Linked DNA regions of Mus musculus: all the other regions are linked to region 1. Evidence: chromatin contacts called from public HiCAR-type and promoter capture Hi-C data. All regions are on one chromosome and are shown on one strand. Each heading gives the region's core, a stretch centred on a gene start, on an enhancer-like site or on the middle of the called end of the contact. The rest is flanking DNA. Distances are from core to core; before and after follow the strand shown.

Region 1 (2,604 bases), core at 50-2,549:
AACAAACAAAAAACCCCAAGCAAACAAAAAAAGTAAGCTGTCACAATTATCTATCTGATACCTATATAATATCACTGTCTGAGATTTTCTTTTCTTTCAAAATAGAGGAGAAAAGAGCTGTATGTGACGGTGCAGGCCTGTAATTCAAACACTGGAAAGGTAGGGAAAAAAAAAAAAAGAGAACCAGGAGTTCAAGGCCAGCTTGAGCAACATGAGGCACTGTCTCATCAGTAATACTTAGGAACACCAAGAAAAATACTTGTCCTATCAAAATATCCAGGTTATCACAGCTCACATACTTCTCACAGGTACAACAGCTGCCTGGAGAAATGTCCAGCCTAGTTAAAGGCTCTGCCAAGACTACAAATGAATGTATTTTATCTTATATAATGCAAGTCATGTAAAACAAACGAGAAGCAGCACCTTGTGAGGGTCCTGCTTTAATGAGAAACGCCAGATTCCATATTAGAGCTCTGAGACCTGGAGCTAAAATCCTCTGCTGTTTACCTTACGGGATGAATAAGGCAATTAAGATAAAAAATTGTAAAACTACTCAACCAGGAACAGAACCAGTTCCAGAGTGTAGCCCTAGGTGAAAATATTTGCCTGGACACTTGGGCAAGGAAAGTACAACTTTATGGCTGTCTTTCCCTGCAAAATGGGGTCTGTAACTTTCGGGAGAAAAAAAAAAATCACCGAAATCCTTCATTATACAAGAAAAGCGTAGGCATCCAATGGTCACAATCATGCTTTTAGGCAGTGACGTTTTAACCTGGTTACCGTCTTCCCACTTAGGCTAACCTACAGGAGGGAAACGTTCTAAAAGTCAAATAGAGGATTAATCTTTCTTTAGGGGTCATATAAACCTAAAACCAATCTTGAAAGGTCTTGCTTTTATTTTACAGATTTAAGTAGGGAATATAAGGGATTGTGTGACTGGTTAAACACTACTCAAATAGCTAAAAGGAACTGGAAGATGGTTTTTCGAGCCCGGGCAGACAGCCTCGGAAATCGTGGACAACGCGGAGGCCGGGTTTAATTTCCTAGCCCCGGATGGCAAAAAAGGAGACTCAGACCCCACCAACCCCTGCCCTGCGGCTCCTCCCAAGTTCTTCAATCACTGACCCAGGTAAATCACGAGAGGAATAAAGCCCCAGCGGATGGCAAACTGGCCGCCCTTGAAGAGCTGCTGCAGCCTCTGTTTGGCTTCTTTGCTCAGCTTCACCATGGCGACGACGGACCAGCGGAACGAGGAGCCCAACAACCACCACCGTGTCCGGATCCCGGAAGGGAGAGGAGCTGCGCATGCGCCACGTGGGGCCTTTACGGCAGGAGTCGTGAGGCATCGCCGACAGAGGCCGTAATCCGTCGCCTTCCAGCAACCTAGCTCCGCCTTGCGGGTTCACTGCTCCCGCCTCGTTTTTGTTGTTTTATTGTTGGGACGAATCCGGCTTTTCCTGGAGGGGCGGGGCGGGAATTGTCTTTCCAGATAGGGGCTCCCTGTTTAAGACTTTGCTGCCCTTGAACCCATGGAGCTGCTACTGCATCAGCGTCTCGAGTGCTGGGATTCAATGCGCGCTGTTTGCTGAAGATTGCCAGACGCGCTCACTTGAGGCCTACTTTTTTATCTACAACTACCTTTATTTTTTTCCAGCATCTTTCCAGAGTTTTAAAGCACACATCCCAGCGATGATCTTTGAGAAAGAAGGAATGTTATTTTATATACTGTTCTGTTATCTTGGCTAAGTTCCTTACTATCCCAGAATCAGTTTCTTCTATGGCTGCTAAAACCGGACGTCACCGGGCACTCTTCCAGGTTTCCTTCTACTTTGCACCCGTTCTCTGTTTTTCATTTAACAACATTTTCAAATCTGGGAAGTTCGCGTGAAATCTGGGTTTATTTGTCTGTTTTTCTTTGACACTTCTGGCTTCTAGACTTACATCTCAAGGACTGCCAAGGAACTTAATGAGATCACTGGGCACAAGGGGTTCATGGGAGTTAAGCTACATTTTTACTATAAAGGAAGTTATAGACTTTTGTGTGTGAGAGTCCCAGAAAACTGCAGTTTACATCTGGGAAGGAGTAAAGTCAGATATGCTTAAGCCTTGAGTGTGGTCACTGTTTCAATATTCTTAGTTGAAAATAGTTCTGTATAAAAGGAGTACTGCCCCGTAACAGCAAATGCTGTTAAATGTCAGGGGAGTCTTTGCTCGGCTGGTGGGATTCTTCAGCCAGACGGGACACCTTTCACTTCCCATGTCTCCTTAATTCTGTCTTTCTCTCCTGCCCCACTGCATTCATCCTCAAAGAATACATTTTTATTAATACAATGCAATGAAAAAAAAAAACCAACAATAAAGAACATAGGTGTAGAAAATGCGACTCTAGGATCAGAAGTGCCAAGATTTTAGTCGAATTCTGCAATTGACTTGAAATAAGAAACTTGTGAATTGGCTGATCCCATAGCAAAGCATCTAATTAGTTCACCATGGTTACTAGGAAAGCAGTGCTCTGATCCTAAAATGCAGTGATGTAAATGAGCCAAATGAGAACAGAAATTTTTATGCATCTTGTTTCTCAAAATACTCTGTTTAGAAATACAC
Region 2 (2,604 bases), core at 72-2,571, 2.1 Mb before region 1:
GAACTTCACTCACTTTTGTCACCCAGGCCGGCCTCTAACTTGTGAATATCCTGTTTAAATCTCCCAAGTGCTGAGCTACCACCAATCTCTAGGTACCTCATAAAAGTGGAATCATATAACTATATATCATTGTATTGTTATATTAATAATGTTATATATTATAACATTGTCTCTATGTGAGCGGTGTATTCACTAGTATAATGGTCACAGAATTTATTTTTTTAAGGCCAAATAATACTATATTCCCATAACCACATTTTTGTTTACCCATCTTATGTATTTGGGTACTTGGGTTATTCTTCATTTGGCCTTTGCTAATGCAGCTATAAATAGGGCTGTACACGGATCTCTTTGAAATCCTATTTCCAACTTTTTGGCATTTGATATTTAGCAGTAGGATAACTAGTTTATATAGATTTTATTTTAGTTATTTTCAGTTTTTCGCAAGCACTGCAGTATTTTACACCAACAGTGTAAACAGCATCTATTTTTTTTTTCAACATCCGGTCAAACTTTCTTTTTAAACATAATAGTGATCCATGGGTCGGTCATGGTGGCGCACAGCCTTTGTCGCAGCAGATACCTCTAAGTTCTCAGACAGCCTGATCTGTTGCTAGATAGCCAGGACCACGCAGAGCCAGTCTTAAGAAGGAGAGAGAGAAAGAGAGAGGGGAAGGAGGAGGAGAAGGAGGAGGAGGAGGAGGAGGAGGAGGAGGAGGAGGAACCATCCTAAAGAGAATGACGTGCTTTTGATTTTAACATCCTTTCATGCGTCCGTTTATTGGCATTTGTGTATCTCCTCTAGAGAAATATGTCCAAATTCTTTACCTACTTTCCTTCCCTCTATCTTTTAATCTTCCCTCCTCCTTTCCTGTCATAACAACCAGATTCCTTTCTTGTTGTGGATCTTTGTATAACCTGGATACACACTCCCTAACAGAAATGCATTATCTTTATTCAATTTGTAGATCTAGCCACCAATTAACTGCGTCCAAACTGCCAGGCATTCTACAAGGCCTGCTCTGTAGCGCCTTTCCAGTCTTGCGAGGCAAACTATTTAGAGATGAAATAAACTACCCGCCTATGTGTATTATTTACTAGTGACTAAATCACGATTTTAGGTCATCAACTGAGCTAGGGCTAATCTTGGACGTTCCTATTCGGGTATCTAAAAAAGACTGGAGTTGTGAGGGAGCGGGGTGAACACGCGTTTCCTTCCACCAGACAACCCTTCCTCCCGTCAGCCGTGCGTGCAGTCCCCAGATGTCCAGGGAACCGGCGCCCGGGCGCGGAGCTACTTCCGGTGGGGAAGAGAAAGGGAAGACACCAGCGGAAGCGGGAAAGGTGCTGTGTAATCACCGAGACGCGGAGGCACTTGCGGCTTCTAAAATGCCGGATTACCTAGGTGCGGACCAGCGGAAAACCAAAGAGGAGGAGAAGGACGACAAGCCCATCCGAGGTGAGAGGACACGGGCCGGGAGCGGCCGGCGCTGGCACCGCAGAGGCGCAGGATTCCCGCCGCCTCGGTGCCCTGCCGGCCTTAGATCCGAGCGGTGACCGCTCTGGGCCGCAGCCCCGTCTGTCTGTCTGTCTGCCTCACGTCCGCCCCCTCGAATATTTTACCAGGCGCTGAGGTTCTGTATCTCCTGAAGTCTTGCAGGTCTTCAAAAAGTGGCCAGCCAGGTGGGCTGTGAATTCTACCTCCCGGCCCTGTTCCCTCCTTCCCAGTTGTAGCAGCTTGGCTACAGATTGTCACTGTGTAGCGACAATCCTGAAACACGATGGTACAAGAGAGATAGAAGAGATAAACTCTCATCTTGACCCCATGATTCCAGCCACGAAGTGAATTGCCATTTTACTCTTTTTTTTCTAGATATTTTTAACAAGACTCGAGTGTGTCTGTCATAATGTGTCTTGCTGTATATCAGCATCTTGAATTTAGAGATTTCGTGATAGCAAGTGCTGTTCCCTCCATGTGCTTATTGTCCTATGTTGTGGTAGTACAATAACATTTAATTATTGGTGGAGATTTCGATTGTTAACAGTTCACAAATGACCGTGTTATAGAACCTATCACATGGAAGTTACAGGCTAAATTCTAGAAGCAGGGGTATCATTATTGCCAAATGACTCCCACAGAGACTAGGCTTGTTGACATTTTTTTTCACTCATGTATGATATGTAGTCAAAATTTGGATGTAATCTTCATCCCCACACCTTTTTTAGTTTTTTCCCCCACTCCCCTCTTTTTTGCTCTTGTTTTGTTTTGTTTGTTTTGTTTTGTTTTTTACCATTTTTAGCTTTATCTTCATACTTAGTTTTAAATTTCTTTTACCTTAAGAACTATTTTTCAATGTTGCTGTGTCTCGCTCTTCCCTTTCTTAACAACTTCAACTCTCCTAGCACCTATCCTTCACCATTTATGCTGCTTCTCTCAGAGAAAGCATTTTTATCTTCACTGACTCTGCCACATGACTTAAACGTGTTTTACACCGTTGAGAGTTTCAGGAACTCCGGCCCTATTGGAAAACTTAGTCAGAAAGTTTGTATGTCATCTGTTTATACTAACCTATGTCTTTCTCTGGATGTAATAATTTTGCAGTT
Region 3 (2,604 bases), core at 64-2,563, 2.0 Mb before region 1:
GTAACTTGTTGCCACCGCACAAAAATAAAAGATTTAAAAACTGTGTCAGTGCTTCCAGATCTCTGTTCCCTGCTGTGCAGTGTTAGTCAGCGTCCCAGCGCACTTATTCTGGAGGACTGATGTAAGTACTCTTAGCCTACCGTAGATCCTTAGGAGGTGCAGAAAGTCCACGTGTCAGGCTCCATTACCCGTTCTGACCTCTGCTACCATCAAAGCACTTCATATGGTGTGTGGCACGTGCATCTCAACGGGGTTTCATATCATATGGTGTGTGGCATGTGCATCACGATGGGGTTTTCCCATAGTAAGGGGTTTTTGAAGTAAGGTTTTGGCCAGACTGGATTGTTTTGTTTGTGGTACACGCACTGAGTTTTTGAATGCTAGGCAAACACCCTACCACTGAACAATATACCCCCTGCGTGGACCGAATGGTTTTTAAAGTTGAAGCATTCATTGTCCGTTCCCTTTTGACCAGTTCCAAATCAGTCTAGAATTGGTGATTTTAATGAACAGTGAAATGTCAGCAGGTAAAGAGGGTTAAATGTGAGGATTTAGGAAATTCAGAATTGTGTAAATTTAGAGAAAAATTGCTTCCTTAATGGTAAAATTCTGATTAAACTCACCTCTACTTTAATTACTTTTAATTGGTTAGATGTATTTTGAGGCAGGGTCCTTCTAGGAGCCCTGGCTGACTTGGAACTCACCATGTAGATTAGGCTGGTCTTGAACTCAGACCTGCCTGCCTTTGTTTCTGCCTCCCAAGTGCTTGGATTAAAGGCTTGTGCCTCCTTGTGGTTGAGTGTAATTTTTAAAAACTCATTTTTGGGCTGGAGAGATGGTTCAGCTGTTACGAGCACTGACTGCTCTTCCAGAGGTCCTGAGTTCAATTCCAGGCACCCACATGGTGGCCCACAGCCATCTGTAATGGGATCCAAAGTCCTCTTTGGTGTGTCTAAAGATAGTGACAGTGTACTCACATACATAAAAATAAAAATTCAAAAAACAAAAAACCAAACTCACTTTCACCTTTGTCCAGGCAGGACCGCACAAAACGCCTTTGTCCTCCCAGCTTAGCTCTGAGAATGGCTACTGCCAACCCCTCTCCCAGCTCCCAGGGAGCTGCAGCCCTAGAGCTGCTTCCCGTGCTTTGGCCAATCTGGCTTCCTTTTTTATTCCTCTGAGCTAGCTCTGCCAGCGGCCAGCTACCACCTTTCCTGGGATGGCTGCAATCAGGCTCCCAGCCCCTCCTGCAATATCAACCAACCCCAACCCTGGGAAAGCCAGGAGCTGCTGTCTGTACTCCCACCAGCCTTTCCCTTGTTCCTTCTGGCTAACATTTCCAAGCTGCCAGCTACCACCCCGGTTCTCTCTCTGCCCACCTATGCTCCACAGAGGAAAAACACTGATAGCTTTATTATCTTAGAACTTGCCAGATAATACGACTGCTGAGCACAAAATCTCTTGCCCTAATGTTATCAGCCAGCCTATATCAGCCACCCTGTTTTGACTTTAATAAGATAAAGAGTTCTTGCTAGTGGAGGCCCATGGATTCCCCAAATCTTCCCAATACCTCCATACCTGACTTTTAAAAACATGGATTCTTATGGGCCAGACAGGGGTCATCATTTTTTGTTTGTTTGTTTTTGTTTTTGATTTTTGAGACAGGGTTTCTCCGTATAGCCCTGGCTGTCCTGGAACTCACTTTGTAGACCAGGCTGGCCTCAAACTCAGAAATCCGCCAGTCTCTGCCTCCCAAGTGCTGGGATTAAAGGCGTGTGCCACCACCGCCCAGCTGGGGTCATCATTTTTACACAGCAAATTCTTTATGAGATGAGCTGTCTCCACAGCCCTTAAATCTTACCCTCCTCAATATTGACACAAAAGCACAATAAACAGTATTTTTATTGAAGTATAATTTTCACAAATAAATTGCTAAATACCAAGGGACTGTACATTTTTAAGTTAGAAGAAAAAGGAGATCAGAGAAAAGTTGCTGTGTTACACTGAAAAATTAAGCTTAGAGTTTTCAAGTAGAAAGCCTTTTGTTTGTAAAATACAGTGATTTTTTTTTTTTACTAGAAAATGTTTTTTCTAACCCTGCTCTAGTCTTGCTTGAGGTATGACGTAGAACAAACCATTATGAAGTTACCCTCACAGGAGAGTAAATTCAGGTCGGTGGCTGGAGAAGAGTGTCATTAAAGTGTCCAAACTTGATTCTGTCTCAGTCAGTATACAGCCGTGGGGTGGTCCAGGGCTAACTGCCCACAGTTTTGCTGGTGGGTTTGAGGAGAATTAGATAATACATTATCAGTTCCCAAACCTTTATCTCAAAACATTGTCAAGAATCTCAGTATACTGAATCCTAGAAAAGTATTCCTGAAACACTTAAAAAAAAAACAAAACAAAAAACAAAACAGCATTTTGCACTCAGAAGCATACAGGCTCAAGAAAGTTTAAAAAAAAAAATTGATTTACTCTCTTTAACAAGATAGGCCTTTCCCATCTATCACAGACCTTCTTTGGTCCCCACATAAGGGCACCTTACCACTACCACCATCGAATAGAAAGCACAATTGCTATCATTCCAAGAAAGGGTCTCTGGTT

Evidence for each region. Promoter capture Hi-C pulls out the DNA fragments that hold promoters and counts their contacts. HiCAR-type assays count read pairs that join an accessible place to other places.
Region 2: a contact with region 1 is called in a HiCAR-type map of astrocytes, with 4 times the contacts expected there. The contact joins the promoter of Psmc2 here to the promoter of Tomm7 in region 1. A contact is called at or near these places in 7 of 39 promoter capture datasets (the C10 cell line, cranial neural crest, hippocampal neurons and 4 more), 1 of 484 Hi-C or Micro-C datasets (CD4 T cells) and 2 of 115 datasets of contacts at active chromatin or transcription factors (astrocytes and large pre-B cells).
Region 3: a contact with region 1 is called in a promoter capture Hi-C map of hippocampal neurons, with 2.5 times the contacts expected there. The contact joins the enhancer-like site here to the promoter of Tomm7 in region 1. A contact is called at or near these places in 6 of 39 promoter capture datasets (the C10 cell line, cranial neural crest, hippocampal neurons and 2 more) and 1 of 484 Hi-C or Micro-C datasets (CD4 T cells).

The regions. Positions count from the first base shown.
Region 1 is chr5:23,842,846-23,845,449 of GRCm38.p6, forward strand. It overlaps Tomm7 (translocase of outer mitochondrial membrane 7), which reads right to left and starts at 1,300. Exons shown (of 3, transcript NM_025394.3): 1 at 1,126-1,300. The coding sequence starts at 1,228.
Region 2 is chr5:21,785,426-21,788,029 of GRCm38.p6, forward strand. It overlaps Psmc2 (proteasome (prosome, macropain) 26S subunit, ATPase 2), which reads left to right and starts at 1,322. Exons shown (of 12, transcript NM_001368661.1): 1 at 1,322-1,459. The coding sequence starts at 1,390.
Region 3 is chr5:21,803,743-21,806,346 of GRCm38.p6, forward strand. It overlaps Psmc2 (proteasome (prosome, macropain) 26S subunit, ATPase 2), which reads left to right. Exons shown (of 12, transcript NM_001368661.1): 12 at 1-45. Among named protein-coding and RNA genes, the nearest start is that of Psmc2, 18 kb to the left of the region's middle. Within about 2 kb of position 1,314, at least 8 of the 459 cell types and tissues checked have an H3K27ac peak or open chromatin away from gene starts, as enhancers often do. A contact at or near this core is called in hippocampal neurons, where this site is marked.